Linked DNA regions of Cricetulus griseus: region 2 is linked to region 1. Evidence: chromatin contacts called from public Hi-C data. All regions are on one chromosome and are shown on one strand. The core of a region is the stretch at or near the end of the contact, and the rest is flanking DNA. Distances in the headings are between cores, read along the strand shown.

Evidence for each region. Hi-C and Micro-C count contacts between places; a contact is called where the count stands out from the background.
Region 2: a Hi-C map of fibroblasts shows a contact between it and region 1, with 2.6 times the contacts expected there. The contact joins the enhancer-like site here to the promoter of LOC118238917 in region 1. A contact is called at or near these places in 2 of 8 Hi-C or Micro-C datasets (the CHO-K1 cell line and fibroblasts).

The regions. Positions count from the first base shown.
Region 1 is chr5:82,657,654-82,661,303 of CriGri-PICRH-1.0, forward strand. LOC118238917 (basic proline-rich protein-like) reads left to right here and starts at 1,610. Exons shown (of 2, transcript XM_035445722.1): 1 at 1,610-2,209. The coding sequence starts at 1,628. The coding sequence ends at 2,092. Map4k3 (mitogen-activated protein kinase kinase kinase kinase 3) reads right to left here and starts at 1,661. Exons shown (of 34, transcript XM_027417890.2): 1 at 1,534-1,661. The coding sequence starts at 1,629.
Region 2 is chr5:82,759,371-82,762,730 of CriGri-PICRH-1.0, forward strand. No RefSeq gene overlaps it. Among named protein-coding and RNA genes, the nearest start is that of Map4k3, 100 kb to the left of the region's middle. Within about 2 kb of position 1,566, at least 2 of the 6 cell types and tissues checked have open chromatin away from gene starts, as enhancers often do. A contact at or near this core is called in fibroblasts, where this site is marked.

The sequences.
Region 1 (3,650 bases), core at 360-2,859:
AGAGGAAGAAAGAAAGAAAAACCCATATCTAATTTCACTCCCATAAGTCCAATAGCTAAAAGGTCTATAGGAACCAGTATATCCATAAACATCCTCTCCATGACTGCTCAGGCTACAGTTTTCTCAGATTCATACTGGTTTCTCTGACTTTTGAATGGTGCTCCCTCTATGTGGTATCATTCCCCTCTTACCACTGCCCTGAGCAATGTCTTGTCATCTTCCAGATCTCGGTGAGAGACTGGAGCACAACAAATCATGTCATCCTGTTCCATGCTAGCAACCCTCACCTTCCTCTCTGAAGCACAAAATACAACTGTCATAAAATGACTGAAACTGCTATTGCAGTTTAATGTTGCTCTTGTCCAAAAAAAAAAAAAAAAAACTAGACTCCAAATGAATCTGGGTCCATTCCCATCTTTAGTTGCCACAACCCAAGTTCACCAACATATGCCTGATAAGTGATGTATACCTTTGTTATTTTCAATACACCTTTGTCTATAGAGGAAAGTGCTGTGATACGTGAGGCAGACAAGCACATCACTCACAAAGGACCCGCAGCACTGTATTGGCTAACTTACCTCATGCATTCCATTGAAGCAAGAACAAAAAACCATTGCTTTAGCATGAGCAAAATAAACTTAAGTTTAATAACTAAGTTTCTCTCTGCATCCTCAGGTGTTCCGTACAACAAGAATCCAACTTCAGCTACCAGTAAGTAGATACGCAACTAAATCAAGACTGCTGCCACATTTGGCACCATCCGCCTCCTTTCTTGGCAGACTCCGAGAGGCCAGGAGTTGAGCTGGCCTGGGAAGAGTGATTTATCCTCCCACATTTCGAAGTGGTCCCTTTGCAACAGAAACGCTGTACTGCTAATGGATTTTGAATTCTAACCTTGTCAAACCAGTACCCTCCGGACCTGATTCACGAAAAAGAAAAAGGAAAATCTGATTCCTGCGTGCCACCGACAAAAACAAACACCGCTGTCCAATTCTTTTGGGAGGAAAAAGAAAAAGTTGCTTCCTTGCTTCCAAAACCAGATCTCTTTCTACAAAACAAAGTGACTACTTGGAAAATTACAAGGAACCGACAGGCAGATGTTAAGAGGTTAAAGGCTAAGGCACAGATAGATGTTAAGAGGCTAAAGGCTAAGGCTGTTGATGGAGGCTGCTCAGGGTAGTAGCGTTAGACGAGAACCAGCAGGCCCGGGCGAGCAGCAGCTCCCAGCCACCGGCCGAGGATCCCAGGTCCAGGAGAGGCACGACACGCAGGGTTGACAAACGCCAAGCCCCAGGCAGCCTGGTTCGTCACACAGACCCTGGCCAGGCAACAAGCGCCCAGCCCGGCTCTGCACTCCCGGGAGCGCCCCGGCTCCAGTCCCTTCCTGGGACTGCGCGCCGGGGAGGCCGGGGTCAGAGAACGCGTCCCGGGCAGGGCTCCGGTGAGGAAGCCCGCCGAGGGCTGCGGTCCCACGCCTGCCCCTTTGTTCCGTGCCGGCGGCGCAGGCCCGGGCTCGGCGGCCCCTGCCCTCACCTTGTAGACGTCGCCGTAGGTGCCGCTGCCGATGCGCTGGATCAGCTCGAAGTCCTCCTGAGGGTTCCGGCGGGACAGGTCGAAGCCGGGGTTCATGGCGGGCCCCGGGTGCCCCCCGCCTCCCTCCCGGCCCGGGGAGGGGGGGCGCTCAGGGGGGCCGCACGGAGGGAGCGCCCGCGGCCGCCCGGCTCCGCCGCCGGTCACAATCGCCCGGCTGCACGCCGCGGCGGCCGCCGACCCACGACGAGCCGCCCGGCGTCCCCGCCCCCCGCCGCCGCGCGGAGCCGGGTCACACCCACCAGGAGAGGAGCGCGCCCGCAGCCCCTCGCTCCGGGTGCAGCTCCAACATGGCTTCGCCCGCCGCTCCGTCCGCCCGCCCTGCCTCCCGTTCCCGGCCCGCGCGCCACTGCGCAGCCGCCATCCCGGAGGCCGCGCGCTCCCGGCGGGCCCCGCGCGCTCCCGCCATGCGCGCCCCTCGGGACGCTCAGGACGCGCCAGACTCGCTGTAACAAAGTTGGACGCACTGCTTGCCCGGTGGCCCCCCGCCCCGAGCCGGTAGTAGTTGCAATGTGCGAGACGGTATCCCTAACTTTTTAGGAGCGGGTACTCGCGGGCTGCAACCGAGAGCTCAGATCCTTTCTCCTAGGTTTAGAGGGAGGAGGTCCCCATCAGAAAGGTGAGGGGAGTGACGCTTTGGTTTGGGGGGTTGACCTGCTGACAGGGGTGCAGAGAGGACCAGGACAGAGCCAGAGCCGGGGAAGGGGGGCGTAAGCGGGAAGCAATGCAGAACCTAAACCGTGATTGACCTCTGCCCTGGGAGAGGGTTGGATTATCAAAGCCCGGGGCGGGGACTGTGCAAGCTGTCTGGCTACCCTCCGGGGTGGGGGATGGAGGGGGGAGAGGTTGCAGAGGGTGGGGCCTGGACCGGATCTATTCCCACACCTGAAATGTAAACACGTGACCATCCTGAAGCTACCTAGCTTCTACCTTACCTGCCCAGCGCTCCACCCAGTTTAAGATCCAGATAAGCCAGCACTACATCCAAACATTGAAGCCAACCTCTCTGACTGCTAAAAGTTATCTAAGAAAGGACGCAGGCATTGGAAGGGTCATGTTGGGTTCTCAATAAACTAACTACTTCGCATTCCCAGAAGTTGTAACCAAGTCGCTGACGGCCACTCAGGCGTTACAACGTTGTATTTTTTTTTTTTCTTCAAAAAGGTTTTCCTAATCTCCTTAGGCACCACACCTCCTAAGGATTAATGTTCCCTAATGCCTAGTGGCTTCTCAAAAACTAGGTCTCCTCAAACTTGTTAAGGAATAAATGAACGGTCTAGTTGGCAGTTAACGGCTTCATATTTAAAAAAAAAAAAAAAAGTTATGTTGCTTACAGTAAAATTACATATTTACTAAATTTTCAATTTGTTTACTCCAAATCGGGTATGGTGGCACATGCCTGCTATCCCAGCACTTGGGAAGCTGAGGCAGGAGCATCGCTGCAAAAGTGCCTTGACTACAGAGTGTGTGTATGGGTTATTTATTTGAGTGCCTATTGATTTAAAGATGTTGGAAAATGGCCCCCGCTCTACCACATAAACAGGCTTCCAGTTGTTTGATGTTTAGTTATCCTAAAGCATCAGAATGTAACAATGTTGCTTACATTTCTGCGGGTGCACATCACAGGATAAATTCAGAATAAACCTTAAAGCTATGCTATCTTGAGCCACTCCCGACCATGCGTGTTTCTTCCCAGCTTCTTTCTGACACTGTTGAAGGCTGAGAAGCAGGCCTGCCTTCTGCGAGTGCTGTGGGTGGAGAACTGTTTGTCTCCTTTAGGCCAACCATGCAGATAACTGGCTAGGGACTCAGATAAGCAAATTTAAGTATCCCAAATCGGGACCAGCTCTGCTCTCTTTCTCTGCCCTTTTCATGCTTTAAAAGTCAAGTTTCCAGAACTGAATCGCTTGCACGGGAAAGTTCTAAAGGTTTCACTGTTTTGTTTGCTGGGATTATCATTTGTGCAGATAACCGAGTGTTTGCATCACTAATAGACCTCTTTCAAAGGGAAAACAAATTTCAGCAGTGTTGGAGCAGGCTTTAAAGTTGTGCTTGTTCCA
Region 2 (3,360 bases), core at 316-2,815, 100 kb after region 1:
CACTTTAACTCTTGTGTGAAGTGTGAGCATCCAAAGGAAGATCCCATCTCTGACTTCTGAGGCTCTACAGTAATAACTGGGCAGAGTCTGTCCTGGTACCACTCACAAAGTTAGTGCTGTCATTACTGTCAGTGCTGTGAACCACTCTGTCTTGTTCACTCCGGCATCTCAGTGCTGACTCTAATGCCTTAGGCATATCGGGCATGGGCATTTGCTCACCTCTGGATTAAACATAGGATAAGTTTCTATCAACTCTTGTCTCCCCATGACTTCTTCACTAAGAATTATTCCAGGGAATCAGGCAATGCTGTGTGTCTGTTAGAGGGGGAAATGCTTTCCAGGCCTCTGCTTGAGAAATAGGCTTTGAATGTCAGGTATGTGTTGGAAGCTGACTAAACTGCATCACTTTTACAAATAGTGCAAATGTATGATGCCCACTCACCTCGTTGATTAAACACACTTCACAGGTAATTTCACTCACCCCAGAAAAGCCTGCATTCTCCCCAGGCAGAAGAGCTATTGTTAGTTCTCACCATAATTCAATATTTCTTAAAGATTAAATAAAAATAGTGTCTGGGTGTATATGTCTATGTGTGAGGATGTGCCTGTCTATTCAGGGGCTCAGGGAGCCAGAAGAATTTCGTACCAGATGCCTTGGACCTAGAGTTACAGGTAGTTGTGAGCCATCCTATCTGGGTACGAGGAATCTAAGTCTGGTCTTCTGGAAGAACACTAAGGGCTCTTAACTATTGAGCTGTCTTTCCAGCCAGATCCAGCCCTTCACACTATAGTATGAGCTTAAAAAGTGTGTGGTCCTTGTTCTTGGTGAACTGGAAGGTAAGGTTTTTACCTTTAAAACCCTTCTCCAGTGATATATTTCCTCCATCAAGCCTGCACCCTGCTAAACCTTCCCAAACATGTCATCAAACTGGGTACCAAGTAGTCAAATATCTAAGCCATGTGGGACATTCTCATCCTAGGATGAAGATTGGGAATTGGTGATGTTTGTTTGAAGGAGAACAGCACAGGAGATTGGGGGAAAGTCTCAGTATATCCTCTCACCATTCCTTTTAAATTAGCAGAGGTCATTTGCATATTTTGATATAATTAGGCAATGACCACTAATCCTTGTATGAAGTACAATTTAGGAAAAAGGGGGAATTGAGCAGATTATAATACGAACTCTCACCTGCCATTGGGTTGGTAACACATGTGAGGAGATGTACACTCCAACACTCACCATAGTATGGGCTAGATAAGCCTGGTTTGCCTGGACTTTACATTGGAGCATCTGGAGCTCTCAGCAACACAGCAAGATTCAATTCTCCTACCCAGGGCAGAGGCTCTGGTCCTGCAGCTATGGAACATTACCAAGACTGAGCAATATAATGTCTACAGAAACCACCTACACAGAGCAGAGCCGGGTACCAGCAGATGCTCAGAGTGAAGTCGATTTCCTTCCCTGCTGTGACTTCACAAAAGCTTGGAGGGAGTGGGAGGGTGTCCGAGGACACTGCTCCTCAGAGGATGATTTCCTGCCATGAGGTAGTCTACACTCATAGATATGCAAACTTGGATCCCTGTGGCCTCCACATTCTCCCATGCTGCTTGAGATGAGTCATGGTCTGGGCTGCCATTTAAGGCTCCTCATTTACAAAGCACCTCAGGGCAGGGAAATCATTTGGCCTGAAGAAACACAGAAAATGGTCTGGATTTCAACTCAGAAGACAACCAGGAATGCTTGCACCCACAAGGACTGCTGCAATTTCAGTTTGGGGCCAGGATCCTATTTCAGAGAAACCCAATTTAGGATTTCTTCCACAGTGTCTTAACAACTTTTCACAGACATTTTGTTTGGAACTCTAAGCCCGGAGGTCTACATGGAGGCTTTAATCCAACTGTTCCATGGAATTCTCAATGTGTGTGATTACCAAAGCAGTTCTGTCTGCCTCTTGTCTGGTCAGAAGGAAGTGCCCTGACCTCTGTTCCTTTATCCCTTACCCATCACTGTGCTGAGCTCTCTTCCTGTGCAAGCACACACTGCTCTCCTCAGGGGATGGTATGGTGTGAGTGGAGATCATTCTATGCCAACACAACCATCTCCTCAAACTAGCATATTCCTTTTCTTCCTTCAAAGAAACTGCTAGAAAGAATGTGTGCATTTGCTAATCTTATTTGTTTACTTCCCACTCATTCCTCGGGTCACTACCAGCCATCAGAACACCTTGAGGCAGAGTCACTTACCTTTCTGCACATCCCCTGCAGTGGGAGCCACCACTGACCATCTCTCTTTAAACACTCCTGTTTTTCTTTATTAAATGTTAGTGTTGGAGAACTAATCCAGGGCCTCCTGCATAGAGAGTGAAGGGACCAGCTCCCCATTCGGCAGCCATAACAGCCGAACATGTGCTTGCCATAAACTTGCCTTGGTCACTTAGAGGTCAGATGCCTGCCTTGTGACAAGGAACCAATCAGAAGTTAGTTAGTCACTAGAAAGTCAGATGCCTGTCTCGTGACAAGGAACCCATCAGAAGTTAGTCACTAGAAAGTCAGATGCCTGCCTCGTGACAAGGAACCAATCAGAAGTTAGCTGGTGGCGCTATGCTTTATGGCTCTGGGTGTGCTTTACAGACAAGCGCACAGCAATGACGCAGAGAGCATAGGAGGGCCTATGGGCCATAACAACCAGTTGACCAATCAACACAGGGCAAACCCTCCAAGGCTGGAGGCACACCAATCGTGAACCTGTGTGTACCCCTAGACACTCCCCTTACGCTGCCCTATAAAGATCTGTACGCAGCAGCTTCGAACGGTCTTTGCTAGCCATCCACCATGGTGGGTGGGTCAAAGACCCGAGCTAACATGGGGTTAGCTTGTTAAACTACAATAAAGCCTCATGCAATTTGCATCAAGCTTTCGCCTCCATTCTGTGATTGGGGTGGCCGAGGTCCTGGGCTAAGATTCTGGAAGCCTCAGCTTTCCAAGGGTCTTACAAGAACATTACTATGTCACTGAGCCACACCCCTAAATGCTGTCTTTTCCTGATTTTAGCGATAAAGACTCTTCTCCTGTCTTTTATTTTATTTTATTTTATTTTAGTATTCATTTGCTGTCTTTCTGCAGCTTTATCTTATCCTTTATATGTGTGTCTATGTGTGTCTTTGTGTCTGTGTCAACTCACATGCATAGTCAGGTATGTACCAGAGCGAGTGTGTGTGTGTGTGTGTGTGTGTGTGTGTGTGTGTGTGTGTGTGTGTGTGCCAGAGGATAACCACAGGTGTTTTTGTTCCTAAAATGCGCTCCATATATTTTTTTAAAAAAATATTTTATTTATTTATTATGTATACAGTCTTCTGCCTG